2 separate regions of the Pan troglodytes genome follow, and region 2 is linked to region 1. The links are chromatin contacts, called in public HiChIP or PLAC-seq maps. All regions are on one chromosome and are shown on one strand. Each heading gives the region's core, a stretch centred on a gene start, on an enhancer-like site or on the middle of the called end of the contact. The rest is flanking DNA. Distances are from core to core; before and after follow the strand shown.

The links. HiChIP or PLAC-seq counts read pairs in DNA pulled down with a chosen protein or histone mark.
Region 2: an H3K4me3 HiChIP or PLAC-seq map of stem cell-derived excitatory neurons shows a contact between it and region 1, with 4 times the contacts expected there. The contact joins the promoter of DDAH2 here to the promoter of LY6G5C in region 1. A contact is called at or near these places in 1 of 7 Hi-C or Micro-C datasets (induced pluripotent stem cells) and 1 of 1 datasets of contacts at active chromatin or transcription factors (stem cell-derived excitatory neurons).

What each region holds. Positions count from the first base shown.
Region 1 is chr5:37,474,753-37,481,887 of NHGRI_mPanTro3-v2.0_pri, reverse strand. It overlaps LY6G5C (lymphocyte antigen 6 family member G5C), which reads left to right and starts at 4,113. Exons shown (of 3, transcript XM_054686760.2): 1 at 4,113-4,333; 2 at 5,315-5,482. The coding sequence starts at 4,213. It overlaps LOC134810192 (a long non-coding RNA gene), which reads left to right and starts at 1,489. Exons shown (of 3, transcript XR_010157684.1): 1 at 1,489-2,940; 2 at 3,185-3,356; 3 at 3,644-4,003.
Region 2 is chr5:37,523,730-37,530,864 of NHGRI_mPanTro3-v2.0_pri, reverse strand. It overlaps DDAH2 (DDAH family member 2, ADMA-independent), which reads left to right and starts at 3,017. Exons shown (of 7, transcript XM_001159196.7): 1 at 3,017-3,327; 2 at 4,150-4,510; 3 at 4,630-4,729; 4 at 4,855-4,928; 5 at 5,088-5,207; 6 at 5,688-5,837; 7 at 6,027-6,340. The coding sequence starts at 4,214. The coding sequence ends at 6,143. CLIC1 (chloride intracellular channel 1) reads left to right here. Exons shown (of 8, transcript XM_063812353.1): 7 at 981-1,162; 8 at 2,376-2,797. The coding sequence ends at 2,537. It overlaps MPIG6B (megakaryocyte and platelet inhibitory receptor G6b), which reads right to left. Exons shown (of 6, transcript XM_001158856.7): 6 at 6,666-7,135.

The sequences.
Region 1 (7,135 bases), core at 2,864-5,363:
ACTCTTCACCCTATATAGCAAAGTTCCAGCAGTTCCAGGGGATGATCAGCAGAGATACAGACCTTCCCAGTTGCTGGGGCGCTGGACCCTGCTATACTGGACACAAGGTGAGGCCTGAAAGTCCAGGCACCCTGAGGAGCTGGGCAAACTAGCAGAAAAGATGGCGCTGGGAGAAAGGAAAGTTAGACTCTGGACGGGAAATCTGGGAAGAAGTGGTTCCCAGCTGGGCCAAAAAGCCTCATCCTACGCCCTCTCATCGACCTAGGCTCCACCCTGAGTGCCTCCAGTGTGAGGTGCTGGACTGGCTCTGTGCTGCCTGTTTGGGTTGAGGGTTTGCTCCTAGGAGAGGCATGTATTTCTCGTACAGCTGTCACAAGCGAGTGAGGGCTCCGGAGGTGGAGGGCCCAAGAGGGTGGGGAGCTCAGGCGTCAGTGATAGCCAGATTTCCATCCATCGGTCCGTCCGTCCGTCCATCCATCCATCCATCTATCCAATCAACAAGCCATTCCGGATTCTTCAGGAATCCAGTCATTCATTTATATTTAGGTTAAAGACCCTCTCTCTGGTTCCTCTCTAGAACGCAGTCTCGAGCCGCTCCCCCAACAAACCGTGGCCCTCTTCCGGCCGGGTCATCTACAGCCCCGCCCCTCGTTTGCCTGGCTCCATGCCCCTAACCTTGGCGTTCTGTCCTCAGGCCCCGCCTTCTTTGTTTCGTCACTCGGTTGCTTACCCTCAGGTATCCCTTAACTCTAGGTAGGAGCACTCAGAAGGGACACCGTCATCTGCTGCTGTCGCCATGGCGATTATTTCAACGCCCTGCCTCTTCACCCCAGGAAAACGTTCGCGGAACCCGTCACCATGGAAACGAACTCTCTGGACTCTTAGCGCGCCCTGGGCTGGCCCTGCTGCGTGGACAGGAGAGGAGCAAAACGCAACAAAGACGGGATTAATTACTCAGAGGCCGCGCCCCCTCCGAAGAAGGCCCCACCCTGCCCCGGCCTCACCCCTCCCCGAAATAATTCGAGGAAATATTCCGCGAATGCTGGGGGAGTGTCTTGCCCCCCGGTTCCCTCAAGGCCCACGGTCGCTTGAATTCCACAGCAAGTCCTCCCTGACCTCTCAGGGCAATCCCCTCCCGAAGCCCAGCCTCAGCCTCGCAAAGCCTCTAGTCGTTGGCCTTTTCGTTGCGATTATATTCGAGAGGGAGCTTCAGAGGGCGCCGTGAAGTTCCCCTGTGCTTCCCCTTTGCCCTTTGCCCTCTTCGCTTCAAGAGGAGCCCTGGCTCTCTTATTTTTTTTATTTTATTTTATTTTATTTTTTTTTGAGACGGAGTCTTGCTCTGTCGCCAAGCTGGAGTGCAGTGGCGCGATCTCGGCTCACTGCAACCTCCGTCTCCCGGGTTCAAGCGATTCTCCTGCCTCAGCCTCCTGAGTAGCTGGGACTACAGGCAGGCGCCACCACTCCTGGCTAATTTTTGTATGTTTAGTAGAGACGGGGTTTCACCATATTGTCCAGGATGGTCTCGATCTCTTAACCTTGTGATCCGCCCAGCTCGGCCTCCCAAAGTGCTGGGATTACAGGCGTGAGCCACGGAGCCCGGCCCTCTGATTCTTTTTGTCTATCACTCTGTGCACTCATTCATTCAAGACATTTATGTAGGTGCCCCGCGTTCCTCTGCAGTTCTCCACTACTCTGGCTTTTCTCTAATACAATTTATTTTGTGTTATTATTTCTTTAAGACAGAGTCTCACTCTGTCGCCCAGGCTGGAGTGCAGTGGTGCGATCTCGGCTCACTGCAACCTCTGCCTTCCAGGTTCAAGAGATTCTCCTGCCTCAGCCTCCCGAGTAGCCAGGACTACAGGCGTGCGCCACCACACCTGGCTAATGTTTTTGTATTTTTTGATAGAGACGGGGTTTCACCATGTTGCTCAGGCTGGTTGCGAACTCCTGACCATGAATGATACCTCCACCTTGGCCTCCCAAAGTGCTGGGATTACAGGCGTGAGCCACCAGGCCCGGCCAATTTATTTTATTTTTAAAGTATTATCATTTTTGTTATTTGAGACAGCAGTGGCGCGATCACTGCAGCCTCGACCTCCTGGGTTCAAGTGATCCTCCCACCTCAGCCTCCCGAGTAGCTGGGACTACAGGCGCATGCCACCACACCCCGCTAATTTTTTTCAACTTTTTTTTGTAGGGATGGGGTCTCGCTATATTGCCCAGGCTGGTCTCGAACTCTTGGGCTCAAGAGATCCTCCCTCCTTGGCCTCCCAAAGTAATGAGGTTTCAGTCGTGAGCCACTGCACCTGGCCTAACACAGTTTTTTGTTTTTGTTTCTGTTTTTGGTTTTTTTGAGACGGAGTCTCGCTCTTGTTGCCCAAGCTGGAGTGCAATGGCACGATCTCGGCTCACTGCAACCTCCGCCTCCCGTGTTCAAGCGATTCTCCTGCCTCAGCCTCCCAAGTGGCTGGGATTACAGGCGCACGCCGCCACGCCCGGCTAATTTTTGGTATTTGTAGTAGAAACGGGGTTTCACCATGTTAGCCAGGCTGGGCGCGAACTCCTGACCTCAGGTAGTCCACCCGCCTTGGCCTCCCAAAGTGCTGGGATTACAGGCGTGAGCCACCGCAGTCCGGCTCTAATATAGTTTTTAAATTCATTCATTCCAAGGCTTTTGGGAGGCGCTCAGTGGCGTGCAGTTTCCTCTCGAATTTCTTTCTTCCCGCAGTCTTTCTGGGCGGGCGTCTCCCGTCTGTTTCTTCCCATCTTCCCCCTTATCATCCTGGGACTGGATAATTCTTGAATAGTCTGGGAGGTAGCAGGGAACCCGAGTTCGGAGCCTCGACCAGAACCTCCAGACGGGAAATTGGAGCAGGTGGTGTCGTTCCTGGACGCTGAGGACCCCCTCCTCCCCTAACGCACAGCCCAACGATCCTAAAAGTAAAAACCCTGAGTTTCTGAGTCAAGACTGAGCTGGTGGGGTGGGGACCGAGTAGGCGAGGATGGGGAGCCCAGCGGGTCCCCAGCGGAGAAAATGGGTGAGACGCCTGGGGCCGCGGTCTCCAGAATTCGCCTGGGAGGGAGAATGGCGCTACGGCGCCGCCTTCCTGGGGAGCCGCTTCGGGCTCCGGATATCCGCTGGGGCCCGACGCTTGGGTCCCGACGCGCGGTTCGCACTTTCCAGGTTTCTTCCCCAGGGAACAGAGCTTGAGCGGGGGGCCACCCCCCCGTCCTACCGGAGTTCTGAGGTGCGGTCAGGCGCGGAGAGCGGACGCCCAGCGCCAGATTCTGTGGGCTCCGGAGTTCAGGCCCACTGAGCCGCAGCTGAGCACAGGCGGGGCAGGAAAAAGGATGAGGTGAGGGAAGGCGCTGGGTTCCTGGAACCCCAAGGGGGCACTGAGCTGAGTACGTATCGCTTGGGATCCAGGTGTCCTTGTTTTAGGATGTCTGACAGGTGTCCCCAGGGTATGAGAAGTGGGACTGGGCACCCCCTATTTGCTTTTTTTTTTTTTTTTTTTTGAGACAGACCACATGTTTCCTATCTTGGAAAATGGTACCACTTCCTTGTGCAAGCCTACCCCTGTTCCCTCACCCCTCGTTCAGTCCAACAGCAAATCTGTCCAGTCTTCTAACTGTATCTCAGGTTCATTAGCCCCGCTTCCTCGTCCCTGCTCGTCTTCTGCCGGACCAGTCCGCCATCTTGTGACCGGACTCGGGAATAGCGTCCTACTTCCCGGCGGCCTCCACTCTTGACCCAAATGCAATGTGCAGCCATGGCAATCTTTTATAAACAGAAATCCGATCAAGTTACTCCTCTGCCGAAATCCCTCTGGTCAGTGGTTTAACTGTCGAGGTGCTCCTGGCAGCACTCTGCCCTCCCCACATCATTGCTGGTGGACTTGTCTCCCCTACTAGACTGTGCCCTGTGAGGGTGGAGACTGTGCAGGGTTGTATCCCCAACACCTGATGCAGTGATTCAATAAACATCTGTCCAATTAATAGGAAAGACAGTTCCTTTTCTCATTCCCCTATTGCTGGTCCCCTGCCCTCAAGCAGGATGTTATGCCCCAGAGTGGCTGTGGGTGCGAACATTCTGCCCCTCTGGCTGGTCTGGCACGGATTTCCACCCTGAGCTGGTGTTGCCTCTCTCCTTCCTCTTGGCCAACCTCTCTTCCACCAATATAAGCCCAAACTGGAGGCCAGCAGGCAGTCATGCGTTTTATGGCAGGCCCTGCAGGGAGCCAGAGTCTGGGTCCCCTGTGCTTCCACAGCAGCCCCCAAGCCCTCTACACGGTCCTCTTAATAGTGCTGGTCATGATGAGCTTGGTGTTTGGTAAGTGGCTCCAAGGGTTCAGAAGGGTCTCCTGGCCTGGATGGAGAAACCCACAGACACCAAGTGTCTGGGTACACCTGTCCAGGATGCTCAGGTAAACCCATGCAGGAGGAGAGATGGGACAGATGGGTTTGGTAGGGAATGCCTGCTCATGGACTGATGTGCAATCTGAAGATTTTTAAAAATTTATTATTATTATTATTTTTGAGATGGAGTCTCGCTCTGTATCCCAGGCCGGAGTGCAGTGGCAAGATCTCGGCTCACTGCAACCTCCACCTCCTGGGTTCAAGCGATTCTCATGCCTCAGCCTCCCGAATAACTGGGATTACAGGCATGAGCCACCAAGCCCAGCTAATTTTTGTATATTTAGTAGAGACGGGGTTTCACCATGTTGGCCAGGCTGGTCTCGAACTCCTGACCTCAGGTACCTGCTCGCCTTGGCCTCCCAAAGTGCTGGGATTACAGGCGTGAGCCACCGCACCCCTCTGAAGGAGATTTCTAGTGACCACCCCAGGGCTGTCTCACTTCACAGCAGTGACCTGAATAGAGATACTGAAGGAATCCTCTCCGGATCTGAGGGCAACATAGAATAGGGAGGGTTAGGGAGTGTGCTGGATGAGAAAACCAGAATCCACAGGATAGAACAAGACTGAGTCCAGCCTGCTGGGCTCCCCACTTGGCTGCAAAGCACCAGCCACAGAGACATAGGATTCAAAGTGTTGGTTTAGCACTTTCCTCTGCCTAACACCAAGTGCTCTGCTGGGTCTGGGGATTTGTTAACATGTGGTCTGGCCTTAGGACCAGAGGAAAAGGGGGATGTATGTGTATGCAATTGGGGAAGGAAGCAGAGAATTGGGGCTTTGATGGTTTTCTGAGACAGGAAGGGAGGGAGGAGTGGGGTTGAGTGGCCTAGAATCAGGCAGTGGTAGGGTGTGAGGTAGAATGGGGTGTGAGTGGGGTCAGCACTTCTCTGTGTTCTAGGTAAGTTTGTTCCTGTCAATTGGGAACCCCCTCAACCACTTCCATTCCCCAAATACCTGCGCTGCTACCGATGCCTCTTGGAGACCGAGGAGTTAGGGTACCTTCTGGGATCTGACATCTGCCTCACCCCGGCTGGCAGCAGCTGCATCACTCTCCACATAAAGAACAGTAAGTGGCCTTCTCCTGTCATGGGCCCAGCACTCTCCCAAACGGAAACTCTCTCAGCCTCCTAAGCTGCACCCCAAGTCTTGTTCCCATAATCCCATAAGACATTGCTCCAATCCTGTCTTTTTTTTTTTTTTTTTTTTTTGCTGCTCTGTCACCCAGGCTGGAGTGCAGTGGCGCAATCTTGGCTCACTGCAACCTCCACCTCCCCAGTTCAAGCAATTCTTGTGCCTCAGTCTCCCAAGCAGCTGGGATTAAAGGTGCACGCCACCACGCCCAGCTAATTTTTTGTATTTTTAGTAGAGATGGGGATTCACCATGTTGGCCAGGCTGGTCTCGAACTCCTGACCTCAGGTGATCCACCCACCTTAGCTTCCCAGAGTGCTGGGATTACAGGCGTGAGCCACCGTGCCCAGCCTCTCTTCCCTTTTCTTCAGAGCCACACTCTGTCTCCACTTCCACTAACCTTCTCTCCTCAATCTGTAGCTGAATAGCTTCTACCCTATCAAGGTGCGCAGCTTTGACGGGGACCCTCCAGATCTCCAGGTGCCCTTGCCTGTCCTCAAGCTGTCTGCTTCCGCATCTGTCTGCAGTTACTGCTGGTGTTGCTCTTCTCCTGCATCCTCCACGGCTTCTTCAGTCTCCTTCATGGAGCGTTTTCTCTCTGACCCTTAGTGGTTCATGTTCACCAAGGTTTGGTCCTTAGCTGTCTTCCCACTTCATATACTCAAAAGCAGAGGATTTTATCTGCTTTGCTGGCTTCAACCAGCAGCCACATACCACTTCCTTCTGAATCTGAATGTTATGTCAAACCGCTCTCCTCATATCCCGTTGACCACTGGACATCTCCCTCGCTGAAAATTGACTCCTTCCCGATGCCTGCTCTTCCACCGACCCCCCACCTTTCTTAAGTTAGCAAAAATGTAACACATAATATGTGCTAGGCACTGTTCTAAACACTTGCAATCCGCTGAGGCAGGTATTATTACTATCTGCATTTTACAGATGAGGGAACAGGTGCAGAAAGGTCATAACCTTGCCTGAGTCTCACAGATGCTGAGCCAGAATTTGTGATGGCTCCAGAGATGGTGCTCTCAACAACCACTGCATGCAGCTGCCTGTGTTCAAATCCTCTTACTACCCTTTTAACATAGCCGATGCACAGATGTGGGTCAAATATCAGAGTATACAATACCATCAAACCAAAGTCTCCCGCTACTACCCTAACCCACCTGGCTCCCCTGCACATGTGACCACTTTTTTTACTTTCTGGATGATCCCTCCTGCAATCTTTTATGCACATTCCACCCTGCACAAATATGCTGTTTACTATTTTTTCACCTCTTCCCCCGCCCCAACCCAAGATAGTAGCATCCCACTGTAAACATTATTCCACATTTAACAGTTAGGGGAACTGAATGTTCCGATATCAGTTTGTAAACAGCTTCCTTGTTTTATTGACCTGCTGTATACTACTCCATAGCATGCGCATATCACAGCTGATTTCCCCATCCCACTATTGATGGGCATTTTGGTCATTTCTCTCAAGCAGGGCAGCAGCAAACATCCCTGAACATGACTTCTTGGGATGCAGGCACAAAGATTTTTCTCTATTATGTATAACAGCAGCAGACATCATCTTATTCTCTTACTTTT
Region 2 (7,135 bases), core at 1,768-4,267, 50 kb before region 1:
TTCTCATTTGTTCCCTAGCCTCTTCTGCCCCACTGAGGACGTTAGTTGGCTGCTGGCCTGTTTTCTGGCAGAATAGGGTCATGCTTAAGAACAGTCATCACTCTAGATCCAGACTACCTGAGTACAAATCCAACTAGCCGTATAATTTTGAGCAATCATTTCACCTCTCTGTAAGTCCATTTCCAGATCCACAAAATTAGGATGACAATACTTATTTCATGGGTTGATATAAATTTTTTTTTTCTTTTTTTTTTGAGATGGAGTCTCGTTCTGTCTCCCAGGCTGGAGTGCAGTGGTGCAGTCAGCTCACTGCAACCTCTGCCTGCCGGGTTCAAGCAATTCTCCTGCCTCAGCCTCCTGAGTAGCTGGGATTACAGACGTGCATCACCACACCCAGCTAATTTTTGTATTTTTAGTAGAGACAGGGTTTCACCATGTTGGCCAGGCTGGTCTTGAACTCCCGACCTCAGGTGATCCACCTGCCTCGGCCTCCCAAAGTGCTGGGATTACAGGAGTGAGCCACTGCACCCGGCGATATAAATGAGTTTGTAAAATGTAAAGTGTTCACTTTGGGAGGCCGAGGCTAGCGCACCACCTGAGGTTAGGAGTTGGAGACCAGCCTGGCCAACATGACTGGTCTCTACTAAAAAAAATACAAAAATTAGCCAGGTGTGGTGGCAGGCACCTGTAATCCCAGCTACTCAGGAGGCTGAGGCAGGAGAATCATTTGAATCTAGGAGGCAGAGGTTGCAGTGAGCCGGGATCATGCCACTGCACTCCAGCCTGGGCAACGGAGCAAGACTCTGTCTAACATAAAATAAAATAAAAGGTAAAGTGCTTAGAATAACACATAGAAAAGTAACTACATGAGTGTTAGCTATTACTATTTTGGACTCACCATTAGTATCCACCCCCAACGGGCCTTTTCGGACTATGTCAATCTTTTCCTGAAGTTCTAATCAATTCCCTCTCTTGCACAGATCTGGAGAAGGGACTCCTGAAAGCCCTGAAGGTTTTAGACAATTACTTAACATCCCCCCTCCCAGAAGAAGTGGATGAAACCAGTGCTGAAGATGAAGGTGTCTCTCAGAGGAAGTTTCTGGATGGCAATGAGCTCACCCTGGCTGACTGCAACCTGTTGCCAAAGTTACACATAGTACAGGTGTGTGGTTATTGCGGGAGGAGAGGATGACCACTGGAGTGGCCCTTTAAGGAGCTCCCACATGGGCTTCCCCTGACAACCACTCTAAAGATGATTTCTTTCTTAGGGTGGTTTTCATAAATTGCTACCAATGGCAGACCCCACCCCAGTCCTTTGCAGCAGTCATTGCTAACAAGACCACTGCTTGAGATAATTATATTCCATGATGTAAGTCATGGGTGCAAACAGACTAGCAAAGAGGAATACATCCCAGTATTACTTTTGAAGAATGCTCTTCCTGTCTCGGTATCACTGCCAAATTCCCAGATTAGACAGAGCAGGCTTTTCCTAAAGTCAAAGTTTTAACTTTCTTTATAGCTTCAGTCTTCACTTCCTCTTGTGGAAGATCAAAACTGCTGGTTCCCATGTTTTTGTCATAGTCTCAAAGCTATGGTTTAGTTTGTGCAACATGGGCCTGACATCAGTCTGCCACACAACTATGTAGTGAACATCTGTGTACTAAGCATTGAAAGATACACAAGTGTATAGTGACTGGGCCTTGCTCTCAAAGGGTTGAAATCTGAGACAATAAAATATTCACATGAAAGTTAAGAATATATGATGAAAAGTCAGATGGGCCGGGCGCGGTGGCTCAGGCCTATAATCCCAACACTTTGGGCCGCCAAGGCTGGTGGACCACCTGAGGTTAGGAGTTCGAGATCAGCCTGGCCAACATGGTGAAACCCCATCTCTACTAAAATTACAAAAATTAGCCACACATGGTGGTGGGCACCTGTAATCACAGCTATTTGGGAGGCTGAGGCAGGAGAATCACTTGAACCCGGGAGGCGGAGGTTGCAGGGAGCCAAGATCGCGCCATTGCACTCCAGCCTGGGTGACAGCAAGACTCCATCTCAAAAAAAAAAAAGTCTGATGAAAAATATAGAGACAAAAGTCACCTGTGTCAGTGCCTGAAGTGGTATAGGGGGAAAAAGTCACTGTGGAAATTCAAGAGGAGAATTTTATAAGTAAATTATATCTCAAGTTTTAAAAACTCAGGAAAAATGGCTGGTTATTAAAAGCCAGGATTTCAGTAAGTGAAAAGGAAGGCTAACGACAGTACAAGACAGTGAGGAGTTGAGCTGGTTTTATCATGTCGGCCTGGGGAGAAGGGAAAGCCAAGGTGGCTTCCCTGGGGCTAACATGTTGGTCCCTCTCCTCTCCCCATCCTCAGGTGGTGTGTAAGAAGTACCGGGGATTCACCATCCCCGAGGCCTTCCGGGGAGTGCATCGGTACTTGAGCAATGCCTACGCCCGGGAAGAATTCGCTTCCACCTGTCCAGATGATGAGGAGATCGAGCTCGCCTATGAGCAAGTGGCAAAGGCCCTCAAATAAGCCCCTCCTGGGACTCCCTCAACCCCCTCCATTTTCTCCACAAAGGCCCTGGTGGTTTCCACATTGCTACCCAATGGACACACTCCAAAATGGCCAGTGGGCAGGGAATCCTGGAGCACTTGTTCCGGGATGGTGTGGTGGAAGAGGGGATGAGGGAAAGAAATGGGGGGCCTGGTCAGATTTTTATTGTGGGGTGGGATGGGTAGGACAACATATTTCAGTAGTAAAATACAGAATAAAAATCAAGTGTTTTTACGCAATGGGGGTTTGAAGTGTGGGCGACATGGAATGAGGGGTGGGTCAGTGATCTTAAGCTCAGGGCAGAAGCCAGGAATTAAGAAGGGAAATGTTTGTGGTGGGGCTGCTATGTTTCTTGCCGGTCCGCCGGTCCGCCGTTGCGCTGTTCTGAGGTCTACGAAGCGTTTGCAGCCCCGTCGCCAGGGCCGGCCAGATCTGGGTGGGGCTGGGCAGCGCTCGCTGGGCGGTGCCGATTTCTGGCAAGGGGGGCGCAGTCTGGATGTAATGGGCGCGGCTTAGCAGGGCGGGATGGGCGTGGCCCGAAGAAGCCCCGCCCCGTCCCGCTTAGACAATGCCCCGGAGCCGCCAGACCGTCGCGCCCCTGCCCCATGGTAGTATATGAGCTCGCCTACCCAAGGACCCCCGCTAAAAGCCAGAGCTCCCAGTCCCCGAGGCTTGAAGACGGGGACTCCCTTCTCCACCAACTCAGTCCTCTGGGGGTGGGGCCCCAGCCGAGATCACAGCGCGACAGGAGTGGGGGTGGCCGCTGGAGGTGAGTCTTGCGTGGGGGGCCCTGAACCGTATGGGGGCCGGAGTTTGGGGGTGCCGGGCCCATGCCTGCACCAGACAGAGAGTATGGGGAGCCGGTATTTGGGCGCGGAGCTAGGCGGGGTGGACTTTGGGACATAGACGGGGAACCGGGTCCTGGAGCCGGGAGTAGCGCCAGCGCCCCGGAACCACGCCCCCTGTTTCCCCGCCCATCGCATTTCGTTTTAGACCTCTCCCAGTCCTTCGGGACTCGGTCTGGTTTATACTAGGTCGTGCTAGGGGCAGCGTGACCAGCCAGCGCGGAGAGAGGATGCTTAACTCCTTAGGCTCGAACTCCTCCCTTCCTACCCACCTCTCTCCCTTCTCGTTCGGGTATTCAGGACTTCCATTCCCCAGCCCCTGCCTCTCCAGCTTTCTCCTTCTGTCCCATAACCCCTGCGGGTCCCGGGCCGGACTTCAAGTCCCTGCAGTAGCGAGCAGCTGAGGGTTAAGGGGGCGAGGCTGCTGCATTTTTGGGGAGTGAGCGCATCCTAGTGGCTGCCAAGAGGGGCGCCCGACAGGGACCTCACAAGCCCCCAAGCAGGGGCAACAGGTGTTTTGGAGATTAGAGACCCTAGCCTTGTTCCTCAGGCTCCTCTTAAAGAATCTGACCACTGAGGGTGCTGGGTAGAGTGAGGTCGACAGGAGCGGAAGGTCTGGAGGGGGTGGGGCGAAGTGGGAGGGACGCCTAGAGATGGCAGGAGGAAGACCTGGGCGCTCTTCACCCCCAACGCCCTTGTCTGCATGTCTTTTTCTCTGTCTCCTCCTTTTCTGTTTCTTCTCCCAGACAGGTGAAGAAACAAGAAAACTAAGAAATCCGAGCGGTTGGAGGGGGAGTCTGTGTGGATGGGATGGGGACGCCGGGGGAGGGGCTGGGCCGCTGCTCCCATGCCCTGATCCGGGGAGTCCCAGAGAGCCTGGCGTCGGGGGAAGGTGCGGGGGCTGGCCTTCCGGCTCTGGATCTGGCCAAAGCTCAAAGGGAGCACGGGGTGCTGGGAGGTAAACTGAGGCAACGACTGGGGCTACAGCTGCTAGAACTGCCACCTGAGGAGTCATTGCCGCTGGGACCGCTGCTTGGCGACACGGCCGTGATCCAAGGGGACACGGCCCTAATCACGCGGCCCTGGAGCCCCGCTCGTAGGCCAGAGGTGAGCGCTGTGGCGCGGGTGTGGTATGGGGAAAGGCAGAAGGAGCTGGATGTCGGGGCTTTGGGGAATAATTGAGGATGGGGGTGTCACAGCTCCGTGCCCTCTTCTCCTATCCTAAGGTCGATGGAGTCCGCAAAGCCCTGCAAGACCTGGGGCTCCGAATTGTGGAAATAGGAGACCAGAACGCGACGCTGGATGGCACTGACGTTCTCTTCACCGGTGAGGCTGGGGGGAGGCACCCGTAGGTCTTGGCACAGGGAAGTAGAGTTTGGGAGACTCGGCCGTCTGGAGCCTTGTTTCTCACTCACTCCTGCCCTCAAACCTCCGCGGCCTGCCGGACTCAGGCCGGGAGTTTTTCGTAGGCCTCTCCAAATGGACCAATCACCGAGGAGCTGAGATCGTGGCGGACACGTTCCGGGTGCGGAGCGGGACCAGCCTAGGGAGGGAGCGGGGTGCAGGTGGGGGTCGGAAGGGCCTGGGCGCCCGCTGAGGAAATGAGAGGCAGAGAGCAGCCTATGTTTGAAGATACCCCATCACCCCTCCCGCGCCCCTGAATACCTCCCTTCGCTCTCCCTAGGACTTCGCCGTCTCCACTGTGCCAGTCTCGGGTCCCTCCCACCTGCGCGGTCTCTGCGGCATGGGGGGACCTCGCACTGTTGTGGCAGGCAGCAGCGACGCTGCCCAAAAGGCTGTCCGGGTGAGGAGGGGGCGGGTCCAACGAAAGTGGGCGCAGTTCTGGGCCCGGGAGGCCGGGAGCTGGGAGGCTTAGGAAGTTAGCCCTAACCCCTGCCCTCAATGGGCTGTCCATCTTATGTGAAAGAACACAGGAGAAAATAAGAAGTTACAACAGCAGGACTGGGAACAGGGGTGATTAATTTGCTCTTCCGGAGTTTCAGGAAACCCCAAAGGTGGCACCTAAACTGTGACTCTAAGGATGGGTAGGACAGATAGGAGGGGCTGGGGAAGGTAGGGGGTTGAAAATAACCGCATGTGATTCCAAGGTGGAAATTAGCAAAGGTAACTAAAGTACTTAGTGTCTGACATACCGTAAGCTCTATGTGCTTGCTGTCATTATTTTCCACAAATGTCAGTCCGTCCCCAGCCCTTAGTGGTGGTTGAGCAGGCAGACTCAGCTGTGGAGAGGTTCTGAGACTCGAACACTTCCTCTTTCCTCTAGGCAATGGCAGTGCTGACAGATCACCCATATGCCTCCCTGACCCTCCCAGATGACGCAGCTGCTGACTGTCTCTTTCTTCGTCCTGGGTTGCCTGGTGTGCCCCCTTTCCTCCTGCACCGTGGAGGTGGGGATCTGCCCAACAGCCAGGAGGTGAGAGAGGGCAGGAACTCCAACACCAAGCACCATCAGAGAAAAGAGTTTCAGGCTTTCCTAGTGGGAGGAAGGAAGGGTACCTTCTCTAGAAGCCTGGGTGGGGCCACTCTGAGCTGGCTGGAAGAGTGGCCTGGCTCAGTCTGAGGTCTCACTCCCCTCTCCCCACTCCATGTCTTCCCTATGCAGGCACTGCAGAAGCTCTCTGATGTCACCCTGGTACCTGTGTCCTGCTCAGAACTGGAGAAGGCTGGCGCCGGGCTCAGCTCCCTCTGCTTGGTGCTCAGCACACGCCCCCACAGCTGAGGGCCTGGCCTTGGGGTACTGCTGGCCAGGGGTAGGATAGTATAGGAAGTAGAAGGGGAAGGAGGGTTAGATAGAGAATGCTGAATAGGCAGTAGTTGGGAGAGCGCCTCAATATTGGGGGAAGGGAGAGTGTAGGGAAAAGGATCCACTGGGTGAGTCCTCCCTCTCAGAACCAATAAAATAGAATTGACCTTTTAGACTGGGCTGTGACTGGTGTCTTACTGGGGCAAAGGGATAGGGCAGGGCTGAAACCTGAGTTTGGGGTCAGTGCAGGGAAGAAGGCCTCTTATTCAAAAATCTTGTTAGGTACTTACCAACTCATTGCCCAACCATGTCATAGGTACTTGAGCACAAGATGAACAAGACAGAATTTCTATCATGGGAAGTGTGTCCAGGGCAGAGAAAAGAGTGTATGGGTGGATTGCTCACTGAATTTATCTAAATGTTAGATGATTCAGAGACTGGTAGATTACCAGTCCACCCCTATTTGATAAAGAAAAAGAAATGACACTTCCAGGGACATTCATTTTCATTCATTCATTTAATGAGGCTTAGCAATGATATCAAAAGGGTCAGTCTCCTGACGTTGGGGAGCTCACAGTACATGCAAATTTCTTACAAATTGAAATACAGGTTGTCATGGAACAATTTACAGAAGGCTGTTTCTATGAGGGAAATAAAGGGGGTGTGCCCTAGGGCATCAAAGTATATGCAAGGGGTGGCCAAGGAGGGTCACCTTCCCAGAAAAGGCCATACTTGAACTAAGGATAAATAAGAATTAGCCAGGCAGATAGTGTGAAGGAGGGAAAGGGGCAATACAGGAAGAAGGAATTGCACTGGGCAAAGATATTTTGGGGCTAGGGAGAATTCTCTAAGGCTGGCATTTTCTAAGATGTGCACATGGAATGACACAGGTAAGCCTGGAGAGTGGACAAAGTGCTGTAGTACCTTGTATCCAAAGCCAAGGCATGTGGGCACAGAGCTGAAGCTAA